Linked DNA regions of Mus musculus: region 2 is linked to region 1. Evidence: chromatin contacts called from public promoter capture Hi-C data. All regions are on one chromosome and are shown on one strand. Each heading gives the region's core, a stretch centred on a gene start, on an enhancer-like site or on the middle of the called end of the contact. The rest is flanking DNA. Distances are from core to core; before and after follow the strand shown. Region 1 holds the start of Gpc5 (glypican 5). Region 2 holds the start of Dct (dopachrome tautomerase).

Region 1 (5,991 bases), core at 2,733-5,232:
CTGGAGCCCCTGCAGCCGGAAACCCAAGTAGACCTCTAGTCTTTGCAACTTGGCTGTCTCGCGTATTTTACTTTTTTGTAGTCATGGAAAGCTGACTAGCACTTACGGGCTACAAACTTTGCTACAATGTGTCTATGTAGGCTAGATAAGCACCCATTAAAATTGGTTACATACTAACTATCTTATACCTGGTTTTAAATCAATCCCATAACCGTCCTCTAAAAGAAGGAGTGTGGATAAATCATCATTTTCCCTTCCCAGTGAGTAAAATAAAATAAAAGGCCTTTCAGAGATGCCCCCATTAACAGTCCTTCCCTAAACGAAATAAACAAGAGCAAAGGGCACCTTGACTACCACTTAGGAAATAAAACTGGAACCCGGGCAGATCTGTAATTCTAATCACATTTGTGCCTTCTCTCCCTTTTGCATTTCTCATCCAAACATTCTGTGGAGCTCAATGGGCTTAGAGGAACTGGAGCAGTTGGGAGAACAAAGGTGGAGGGAATCTGGGGGACTGCTGAGAAGGCTCTCCACACCATTTTAATAATTTCTAACTCCGATACGATCTTCCAGAAGATATAATAATCACAAGTGTAGGAAGGAGTTGCGGAAAATTATTCTGTCTTCTTGATATTACACAATCAGCATTTGAGCTAGACACCCCAGGAATTATTGACTGTGTACAAAAAATTTAAAAAAATAAACTAAACTTCTAAGAAAGACAAATTTTAAGTTAATGTACTAGTTTTACCTCATGAAAGGGTATGTATTAAATAAGTGTATGAATTTTTTAAAAATGCACTATTTCTATTCTCATGTGAAAGGGACTGCTTATATATTAAGTATAAACTGTCCTGAGACTGGTATGATTTTAGAAAACTAGTTAGCCACTTACTAATTTTTATCATGTTAACTATTATAAATAGTTTTAAAATATAACTGTATTATGTAAATGTAAGAATAAAGAAAATATTTATTAAGCATAAGTTATATGTGACTCATTAGATTCGGATAGGAAATCAAGAATGGGATTTTTTTTTAAGCAAGGAAATAAGATGAATCAACGCCAAAACATTTTAATGTTTTGCTGAATTATTCAAATCAATGAATGATACAATTAAATGTCAGTATTATATCAAATTTGTACATGAGTGACTCTATTGGGTTAGTCAACATCAGCATAATACCTTCATGTGACTTTTTCTTAATGAAAATATCCAAGGAATTTAGCACTTCTTTCAGGAGAACCTCTTTCAGACCACTGATGTCTGTAAGAGTGCCCGGCTGCTTTAGTGGGAGCTACTCTGATTTCTCATTGCCTTAAGCCACAGATAAGAAAGGCACTTTCCCTAACCCTCAAGAGACTGGAGGACCCAGGGAGTTTAGAGGTCTGGTGGGAAGGGTGGTGGGTGGTGGGGACGGCCTTGTAGAGACACGGAGACCAGGGAGGACGTATAGGATGTGGAACAGTCAGAGGATGGATGGGGGGGAGGGGGGCATAAAACCTGGAGTGTAAAAAAATAAATAAATAAGAGATTAAATTTAAAAAAAGAAAAGGAAGAAAGGAAGGAAGAAAGAAAGAAAGAAAGAAAGAAAGAAAGAAAGAAAGAAAGAAAGAAAGAAAGAAAGAAAGAAAGGAAGGAAGAAGAAAGGTGTTTTCAACAGGACAACCCAGAATGACTCCTTTAAAAAGGTGCACGCTCCCCTGGCACTTAGGCTGTGCTCTCTGTATCAGAGGCCAACAGTGACAACTGTTTGCTTTTCTGGAGGGTAGAGCTTCAGTAGCTCCTTACAGTGATGGCTAGCTCAGTGATCAATGCTCTAGAACATACCTCTTCAAAGGCAATGACACACATGAGGTTCTAGAAACGACACTCACCATCTTTCTGGACCGTGTTGTCTTCAGCAGGTGCACGGACACTGAGCATCGAGAAGCCACTGAGATCAAAGCCTTCCTGAGGACTGTCAGCTACAGCCAAAGCTTTGACATTCGGGAGACAGGTCTCACAATGCACGTGAGGCTTTCTCAGCTCAACACCCACTGCACACAAACCAATTAGTCTCATAAGTGGTTAAGGGAGAGGTATTTCTTAACGAAAGAATACACTGAAATCAGTACTTACTTAGAAGGTTGTTTTGGGGTATGTGTGTGTGTGTGTGTGTGTGTGTGTGTGTGTGTGTGTGTGTTTGGTTTTGAAGAGACAAGAATCCCCTAAGCTGGAAGTGTCAACAATGTGTGTCAAGTATGGAAAGAGTGTATTGAGTAGGTATTCCAATAAACACTGGTGTGTTTAAAAGTGGTCCTGTGAGCGCTGGCTGGTGGGCTTTCTGCGCCCAGACACTGGGGAAGGATGATAAGAATTGAGCTAACTAGCAGAAAAACAATCAAGCGAATGTGCTACCACTGGGGAGTGCTAACGGCAAGCCTTCTCGCACTGGAAAAGGGATGTATTTGGTACTAAGGCATCCTTTGCAAATTCTTTGTTCATCAGACAACGTCCTTAAATCCAGCCCTCTCTGTTGACTTCAGCAACAGCTAGGGATACTCCACTATGATCTAACTTAGCCCCAGACACTCTATTGGCTCCCTAGCACAAGATCTTCTCTTCTGGATAGAACGTGTACTTGTTCTCCCACCAGCAGCTAAGAATTTGAGTGTAGGCTAGAGCACAGGAGATGAATGCAGGCAAAGGGGTCTTATAGTACGCATGGTCTCTAGCTGCCATATTAATTGTATAGACTGTGAGTTTCCTGGTGCCCCCAAACGCAGAGCTTGATTGCCTGTTGCCCTATCGCTTTGCAAGCTCGAAACTACTTTGTGGGGCTGGGACACACTAAGAGACTCGGATTTCTGTAGGAAGGCTTGGTGCCAAGGTGCAGAGGGGCAACTAAAGGTCGTCTCTGAGTGAACTGGGTCGAGCGCTCATTAAAAACAGCATTGGCACCTTGGTCAGCACAAGGATATAAGAAGGTTTGTTAGTTTACCATCAAACTTGCGGCAACCAACACAATCCCTCTGAGGTTGTGAGAGTAAAACCAGGACCCCTGGTGATGTTTCCTGTGGGAACAAATAGATCCTGGAGCAGTAACAAACCACCCTTGATTAGTTCTTCAAGCACCTCCCTGGAGAGCAAGAGGGCACCGGCATGAAAAAAAATGCTTCAGAGCTCCAAGGAACCCCAGATACAGTTAAGGAGCCCACCTTGAAGCTGCCCTACTCTCGTGAGCACACCAAGCATTCCCACAGGCCTCACCCCGGTTCACCTACTGGGGCCGGAGAACCCGAAAGGTCGTCGTCTCACCAAGGACCATCTCTGAATGGATGGATGCCCCAGAGACCGTGGTCGCAAGCCCAAGAGGTCCCCGGCTGGAGCCCCGCACAGTGCGGAGCCAACCAGCGGCTCTTACCTGCCCGCGGCGCCTCCGGCAGCCCTTTGACAGCTCCCCCAAGCCGCCACTGGAAAAGTTTCCGAACTTCTTCGCAGCTCTCCACGCCCTCGCTTCGGGTAGATCCAAGGAGAGCCAGGAGAAGGAGACAGCGCCAGCCCAGACGCCAGGTGCGGGCATCCATCCTCGGTGTTCGGGTCGCGCCCTCCCCGCTGTGGTCCTCACTCTCCAGAGCACCCAGCATCGGCAGCGCGGGAGGAAGATGCGTGGCGGAATCTGGCAAGGGTTCGATGCGCAGGCGGCCACGGGAAGACCGCGAAGGGACCGCGGCTTCACCTGCAAGAGCTCCGCTTTCTCCCCTGAAGCCCTGAGGCTGAGACGCTGCACTTCTCATGCTTAGCATCGCCCGGGTCCCTCCCGGACCAGGGCGGGTGGGCGCTGCGCAAGCCGAACACGAGCCGGGGAGAAGCGAGACACGGCAAGCATCCGGCACTGGCCGGTATCGCTGCAGCCGCCTAAGGCTCAGCTCGCAGCCACTAACCTAGGCTGTGCCAGCCTGCGGAGCTCCAGAGCCCGGTTCGCCAACCCCGCGAACAGGCCACGCCCCTAGCCACACCCCCAGCAGTCCGCCGGCTCCGCCCAAGCCCAGATCCTGCGGAGCACAGCAAGCGCCGGGCTTGCGACCTCACAGAAGAGTCAAATTAATGGAAGGAAACTAGCCTTCTTCCTCCGGGTTGATTTCGGAAAGCATTCAACCGCTGAAACGAAAGTATGTATAAAGAGGATCAGAGAAGGCAGGAGATAAGAAACATGAGTTGGAAATAAGATGAAACATTTCTCTACAAATCAAGGTCCTCTATGCATAGGAATCTGTATCCAAATTTCATGAACTGGACCTTGGCAAGTGCGAATGGCAAAAGCAGGGTTTTGAGCGACCTAGTAGCACTTACGTTTCAAATTCTTTATGCTTTTATTTTTTTTAATGTTAAGCGTTTTATGCTTTTAGTGCTAGGAGGATTTTTCTGTAACATGATTCTTCTGAAAGAATTTAGAGCTCAGAGTCTCAATGGGAAGTTATCACATTCTTTATATCTCGCTGAAGTTCAGTTTATTCTAACATCATAGTTCACGTTGGTCTTATACCTTTCTGAGCTTTGACACCTTTGACAATTTGTTTTTAATATTTCTCAGAGAGTAACTAAGACAAAAGTGCTCGAGGGAGCTTCTCCCCAGGAAAATAGGAGAAACGAAAATACTGGGCAATTACAAGCTGAAAAGGAAAGTTTGTCAAGTTAGGCATGAGAAACCAGGAAGCAAAAGGCAGCCTGCAGTTAAGCCTAAATGAGTGACATGATCCGGGTCATAGCCACCTGAAGAGAGTACTTCTCAGCACCAAGAAGCTCTTTAACAGCATTAGCAGAAGGGACTCTAAATATCTTAACCACTTTAAGAGAATTTCATCTTAAGCTGCACCCTTGCCAAGACTCGAGATGAATAATTTCCAGTCTTAGCTAAGTGTCCTGGGGTTTTCTAATGGCCATTTGATATCAAAGGCAGCACTTTCAGAAAGAGATCTTGCCATGGCTGGGATGCTGTTTCAGAGTGAAATATTACCCACTTGGCTTTTGACATCATTCCCCGAATACTACAAATTATTTTCTTAGAAGTTTTCTTAGTAAGCAAGAATAGAAATCATTAGACACTTTAAATTCTAGGCCTTCAAGCAAGGTTTTACATATGTATCCTAGAAAAATAAAGGAACATTCATGACTCTTCAGCTCTGATGCACCATCAAGAAAGGCTTCTTGGAGGTCAGCTATATCCATAGGAATAAACAAGAGCAGCCACGCTCATCTATAAAATCCTTAAGTGCTAAGCAGTATTCCAAGTGCTGTATGGATTTCCCTTCATTCGGTCGTTACAATCACCCTATACACTTGTTATCACCAGTACTATTTTTCAAGTAAGTAGATAGGGACAGACATGTAAGATGGGTTTCCCAAGGCCACAGGCAGCGGGAACCAGGAGTCAAATCAAAATGTCAAAATCCAGGACAAGATTTCCTTAGCCATTTCATGTTTCACTTAGATGCTGACTCAGCTACATGGAGTAAGACTAAAGACTTTAATTAGTCCATCGGACTTTTTAAAATTAGAAAATATGTACATATATATCTTCTAGACTCCCACATATATTAGTATAAAGTTAACTTCTAATTTTTCCCCAAACATCCTTATTCTCACCAGAATCTCTCCATGTTAGAGCTGGCTATCATAGACCACTATAACTATAAGGATTCACTATCCAGCCTGATCCCTTTAACTGCAGTCTGTAAAGCACTTTCTCTAGAACAAAATCATAAATACTGATGGTTTGCATAGCAAATATTGATCGGACAGTATGATATAAAGAGGTCTGTTAAGCTTAACTAGGCTTAAAGAAAGCTACAAGCAAGTTCTCAGTGCTTCATACTTCCTTTCAACAAAACATGTGGGACAGCATACATGGAAACTGAGTAGGTCTTAACTAGAAAAATAAGTATACTTGTCCTGTATAAATTGTCCACATTTATAAATAAATGGCATATTTTGCTGATACCTTTAT
Region 2 (6,353 bases), core at 1,510-4,009, 3.0 Mb before region 1:
CAGGCTCCCTCTCCTCTCATGTAACATTGGGATAATAACCAGCGACTTGATAGGACTAAGAGGAAAACAAGCCGTGCACTGTGATTGGAAGGTGTCCTGGTTGAGGACACCAAAGTGAATGGCAAAGGACGGCTCCTCTCAGCAGGTGACACTCCAGTGACAGGAAGCCAGGAGGGGATATTTCAGGCAGAAGAAACAGCAGTACAATGGCTGAGAGTTCCCATGACTAGATCTGTCTGGGTAGCAGTGACCATAGTACTCTGCCCAACAAAGACAGACAGAAAGACAGGCAGCAGAAGTTCTGACATGACCTTCTAGTCCAGCTCCTCCCAAACTCTATGGCACAGAAGTTTTGGAAAACAGTTTTAAGGCCAACGTGAGATCTAAATGCGCATGGTGTCAGTGCGAATGACCCTCCAGGCTGGCACCTGACCGATCATGTGCAAGAGTGTATGTCAATGGCCAAGCTTCTAAATGCTATATCCCAGTTTCTGTCTTTACTGTATCCATCCTAATGTAGGTCAGAAGCACACAGGCTGGGATCTGCTGACCACCCTGGGTAGCACATGGAACAATGTTTGTCATCACTCTAAGTGCTTCAGAAATCATTGCCGGGAAAGGAAGAAAGAGAAACCAAAGATTCAAGGACCATGGTGGTGTTTAGTCCTTAGAGCAGAGGATCAATGTGACAAGACAGCAAAATTCTGCTCTGAAGGGTCTAAGCCCTTCTGGGAGGAAGTTGGCTATGAGTCTGAGACTTGCAGGTGAGAGCCGGCCCAGGGAAGGAATCCTGGGGTGAGGTGAGAACTTTTGTGTAAAGCCTCAGATGACCTGGGTTGCATGGCAGGTGCTACAACGAAAAGGAAATGGGTCATTCTGATGTGAGAAATGTCCCTCAATTTCAGGTTCCTAGAAATCTGATGATGGCATCTTCCAAACTTCACTGCTGCTCAGAACAGCAGGTTTCACAGTGGCGACGTGAAGTGGAAGTCAGTAAAAAGACAGAATGAATGGGGTCCCCAAAGCCTCTAAGTCTTTACAACTGTTAGGTATTATGATCCTAGCATAGTCAAGCCTAAGAAAGGAATGCACCTGGTCCCTTAGCCAACGACGGCAAGCATCGTCTACAGCTCTACCTCATTCTCATACCGTGGCTTGCAACTCTGGCTGTGCAGTAGAACCTGGAAGAGAGTTTAGAAAACACTGATGTGAGGCTGGGGAGATGGCTCAGTCAGTAACATGCTTGTAAGTGTGGGGACCTGACTTCAGACCCCCAGTGCCCACATAAGAAGCCAGGAATGGTGGTAGACTCCTGTAGTCCCTGTGCCGGAGAGGCGAAATCCCTGGAGCTTTCTGGTCAGCCACTACCCAAAGGTTCAGTGGGAGACCCTGTCGCAAAAAACAAAGTGGAAAGTGAGTAGGCAAACCATTTATGTTGGTCTTTGTCATCCACCTGCACATGCATATACAAACATGTGGGCATGCATGCCTTCCACAGCACATATACTGTAAATGCACACATCTGCATGCCTGCATGCACACATGCACACACACTTACATCGCTGATGCCTTGAACATATCATTAAGAGTCCCATTCAATGTCCAGAACCCAGAAATACAAACTGATATTGGGTTAGTCACACCTTAATACCACAGGGGTGTAGGGACACCTGTGTATTTTCCTTTCTTCCTTCTCCTTTTCTTTTTAAGATGGGGTCTCTCTACGTAGCCATGGCTATCCTGAGACTCACGATGTAGACTGGGCTGGCTTCCAACTCACATAGATCACCCTGCCTCTGCTTTCTGAATGTTGGGATTAAAGTCATGGGTCTTTAGCAGACAGGCACACACACCTGGCTGCTGTGTACGTTTCTCAACCTTAAGAATTCCTTTGAAACTAACAAGGCACTTGACATTCACGTTCAAGGCACTCTTAGACTCCAACTGGAACAATTCTAAGTCGGCAATTTGTATAGATCTCATGACACCACGACAGTCCTGTTCGCACCAGGAAGGGACTAATGCTCTGGCAAATGGCCGCCACGGTCCATCTGCACAGCCCGTGGTACCTAGAGGAAGCACATAGGGGTACACCTTCCTAAATTAAAGCTTGATTATGCCAAACCTCAATGCAATCGAAAGATTTCCTTGCAAGTCCCACTCCAGTTTGTCCAATTGCAGAGAAATGACAACTGTGAATAATTGGTAGCATACGGTTCCACGCAAATTAAATACAAATCTGCTTCATGGATGTGCTGAACAAGAGAAGAGGGGGCTATTATTTGGAAGCAGGAGGATGCCTAATTGTGCAACAAAACAGCTCCTTGTACACTGGCTTTAAATAAACGTTTCTTTATTGGGGGGGGGGGGGGGTGTGATCTCCTGTGGCGGTCTCTCTCCCATGTCAGCCAGCAGTCATGGGGGAGAAGTACTTAGCAATGCACAGGTCTATAAAGGGCCTTTGACGGAATGCTCCCTCTATCTATTGACGCACTGGGAAGTCTGAGGTCACAAGCTTGGCTGGGACACATGAGCCCAATAAAGAGGCTGATTTTACCCTCCTGACACAAAGCCAGACACTTTATCAGCTTCATTGTGCACTTAGGGTCATGTGCTAACAAAGAGGATTTCTCTGGTTATAATCCCCTTAATGATGGCTTCTCCCATCCCTCCGCCCCCCCCCCCCCCCCCGTGCCCCACCAGGGCCCCGTGGCTTGGCGAGCCAGAGAGAATAAAGGCAACACGGTGCTTGGCTTTTGAACTGAGTTCAAGGCAATTAAGGTCAAGGGCTAGGGAGAGAAGGAGGAGGCTTAGAAACAGCAGCATAATAAGCAGTATGGCTGGAGCACTCTGTAAATTAACTCAATTAGACAGAGCCTGATTTAACAAGGAAGACTGGCGAGAAGCGCTCCCCTCATTAAACCTGATGTTAGAGGAGCTTCGGATGAAATTAAATCAGTGTTAGTTGTTTGAGTCACATAAAATTGCATGTGCGTGTACACATGTGCACACGTGTAGGCTCTGTGATTTAGGTGGGAATTTTGAGAGGAGAGGAAAGGGCTAGAACTAAACCCAAAGAAAAGGAAAGAAGAGAAGAGGAAAGGAAAGAAAAAAGAAAAGGCAATTTGAGTGAGTAAAGGTTCCAGAACTCAGGAGTGGAAGACAAGGAGTAAAGTCAGACAGAAACCAGGTGGGACGCCGGGCCAGGCCTCCCAATTAAGAAGGCATGGGCCTTGTGGGATGGGGGCTTCTGCTGGGTTGTCTGGGCTGCGGAATTCTGCTCAGAGCTCGGGCTCAGTTTCCCCGAGTCTGCATGACCTTGGATGGCGTGCTGAACAAGGAATGCTGCCCGCCTCTGGGTCCCGAGGCAACCAACATCTGTGGATTTCTAGAGGGCAGGGGGCAGTGCGCAGAGGTGCAAACAGACACCAGACCCTGGAGTGGCCCTTATATCCTTCGAAACCAGGATGACCGTGAGCAATGGCCGAGAAAATTCTTCAACCGGACATGCAAATGCACAGGTGAGGGCCCTTGGGCAGACCCAGATGTCACTGCATTTGAGCTTGATGGAGATTCCTAGGGAGGAAAGTGATCCCTTCTGAGGAGAGGCGACACTGGTGACAAACTGTTAGGCTAGCTGCTTCTGGTGGCAAGTCTCTTCACTCAGGAAGGCGGATAGATTGCTTACAAGTTTCACGCCCCGTGTGTGTACTTATGAACACTAAATCAACATTGTGTGGGCCACGCCTGAATTTCTGGACGCATGCCAACATACCTTTGGCTTGTTTGTTGGGAGGGGAGGCTACAGAGATGGGGAGCCTGCTTTGAAACTAGAACAAGTTCTTTCAAGATGGAGCGGGGCCTCTCCTGCAATGGGTCCGCACTTGCTGCGGCGCTGGGTGCGGCTTGGCATGGGGCAGGCGCAGAGGAGGCAGGTGCTATAGAGAGCTGCTCTCAGCATTTCTCAGGGTTTGAATAGACCACAAACAGGGGTCATCCGCCTTGCTCAAGCCAGGACTGGACCGTAACTTTGCTAGAGTTGGACCAAAGAGAACAGTGGGTTCTTCTACTATTATCTGAATTCCAATTGGGCAATATCAGATCTGCTCAATATCCTTCCTTTACAACCAGGGTGTCTCCCAATATTCATTTTTATGAAGTTTCCATTTTTCTGTGTTTCTGGGGTTCTCATGTCCTCCCCATCCCACTTCTTCTGGTTTTCAGAAAACATGCACAACTGTAAAAATCACCGAGTCTGGTAGGGCCTCTGAAAAACAAAACCCTTGCAAGCAGCAGCCCCGGCAGAGCCCTCGGACATGGCTTCTCGTCGGTGGCCATTTGCAAGCTGATTCCCTTCTGCCTCATTCCTGCTTTCCCACGTGCTGCTGAAGCAGAGCATGGGCACTCTGGCTACGTCAGGGTCAGAAACGCTATCGCTGAGGAAGAACGTTTTGCATGCCAAGCAAGTGCTTCAGCCCTGTTAATGATAAATGATTTAAGGAATCATTATAAGGAATTATAATGTTATATTATATATATATATTATATATGTTATAAAGGAATTATAAGGTCTAGTTCTGCTTTAGCTATTGTGACAGAAGTTATGATAGCGTGTTGAATATATATTATCCACTTTTTCCCTGAGGCATTAAATCATTTGCTTCGCTAGCCATTGCTCATAGATTTTCAGCCTCACTGGAGGGTGGGGTGGGGGAAAGCGCTGGATTCTGCACTTGTGGTATCGGGGGCCACACTAACGTGGGTGACCTTTGTCGCAAACCTCCAGAGCCTTCTATGGGAATTATTTCCAGGTCAATAGATGGCAAAATGTTGTGTTTTTCAAGAGTTGAACGTCCGTGTTTTATAGTCCCGGGGCAGAATGCTTTAGTAGGTCAGAGCAAACAGCACACGCGTCCTCCCTCCTCTTTATAGTTCTCCTCGGAGAGTGAAAGCACATTTGCTTTTAGGAAGGGGAAGTGGGAACCGCAGGACGGAGCAGAATACAAGGGGTACTTGCTATATCTCTTTGTAGAGGAAGTATTTTGAATATTCCTCAAGAAGGGACAGGAACGTGTGTCAAAGTGACCTACTTTAGGAGTAAAAAAGGGAATGGGTTAGGAGTAGGATGATCCACAAGTTTTAGATATAAGTCATCACATTTCCAGAGGCCAATACCTTGAAGCAGGGCTTCCCTCCTCAAGGTACAGTCTGCATCTCCAGCTGCCAGTCAGCCATGACTACCCTCGAGGGTCCATCCTCCTGCCGTAGTTCACCTCCTTTCTATGATTTATTTGTCTCTGACTCACTCAGGACCACTGTTCATTCTGTACTGCATATACACATGTGTTAAGGACACTTAATATGTGCTGCTCATAATGCTTAGTTTGACAGTTACTTAGTTACTCCTTTTATCTAGCTTTCCACACAAGATTCTGTGCACAATCAATATATACAATAATAAGTTTGTATACATGCATAGTCTCACAGTCCTGCTCCTCTCACAACGATCAGGGAAATGGACTTGTCCACTACCTCCAATGAGTTTTCTTGTCTCCTCAATTTTCTTTTGTTTCTTCAAGAATAGATTTTGGGGGGGGGTGTTTGAGACAGGGTTTCTCTGTGTAGCCCTGGCTGTCCTGGAACTCACTCTGTACACCAGGCTGGCCTCGAACTCAGAAATCTGCCTGCCTCTGCCTCCCAAGTGCTGAGATTAAAGGCATGCGCCACCACACCAGGCAAGAATACTTTACTTGAACTTTAGCTCGGTAGTACACTCTTAAGTGTACAGTAGCATGCTATAGAGTGGATATCCAAAATTCACTGTCGCTGTAACTCCATACTCATTCAGTGGAGCCTCCACGTCTCCTCCTCTGCCGCCCTTCCCCGAAACAGTGCCTTTGTCCTCTCTGGTTAGCTGACCCCTCTAGATGCCTCGTTGAGGAGGCATTGCTATACAGTGGGGATCTATCTCACTGAGCACAGTGTCTTTCAGGTTCGTCTGCAGGTTGTAGAGGTAGGTGATGATCCCACCTCCTCTTCCTCCTCCTTTTTCAACTCAGTAGTTTTTTAATTCTGGGACTTGAACCCAGGGCTTACACACATTAAGCAGACATTCTACCACTACGCTATATCCTCAGTCTCCTTCCCTGCAAACCCCCCTCCCCGAGTCTTGAGTCTTGAGACACAAATCTTAGAGACTTGCAATGGGAAGTTGCTTCGTGTACATAGTTGCCATCATTTGGTGATGCGCCAACTGTTTCAAAGACAGACACATGTCCTTCTATTTCCTTCCAAAGAGCAAGCAACTTACCTTCCTTGAATAGTGTCTTTATAGTTCTGCCTGACTTGGATCA

Evidence for each region. Promoter capture Hi-C pulls out the DNA fragments that hold promoters and counts their contacts.
Region 2: a contact with region 1 is called in a promoter capture Hi-C map of hippocampal neurons, with 5 times the contacts expected there. The contact joins the promoter of Dct here to the promoter of Gpc5 in region 1. A contact is called at or near these places in 3 of 39 promoter capture datasets (the C10 cell line, hippocampal neurons and pre-B cells), 2 of 115 datasets of contacts at active chromatin or transcription factors (astrocytes and embryonic forebrain) and 1 of 9 other capture datasets (liver).

Annotation. Positions count from the first base shown.
Region 1 is chr14:115,090,206-115,096,196 of GRCm38.p6, reverse strand. Gpc5 (glypican 5) reads right to left here and starts at 3,982. Exons shown (of 8, transcript NM_175500.4): 1 at 3,409-3,982. The coding sequence starts at 3,571.
Region 2 is chr14:118,048,652-118,055,004 of GRCm38.p6, reverse strand. It overlaps Dct (dopachrome tautomerase), which reads left to right and starts at 2,759. Exons shown (of 8, transcript NM_010024.3): 1 at 2,759-3,521. The coding sequence starts at 3,227.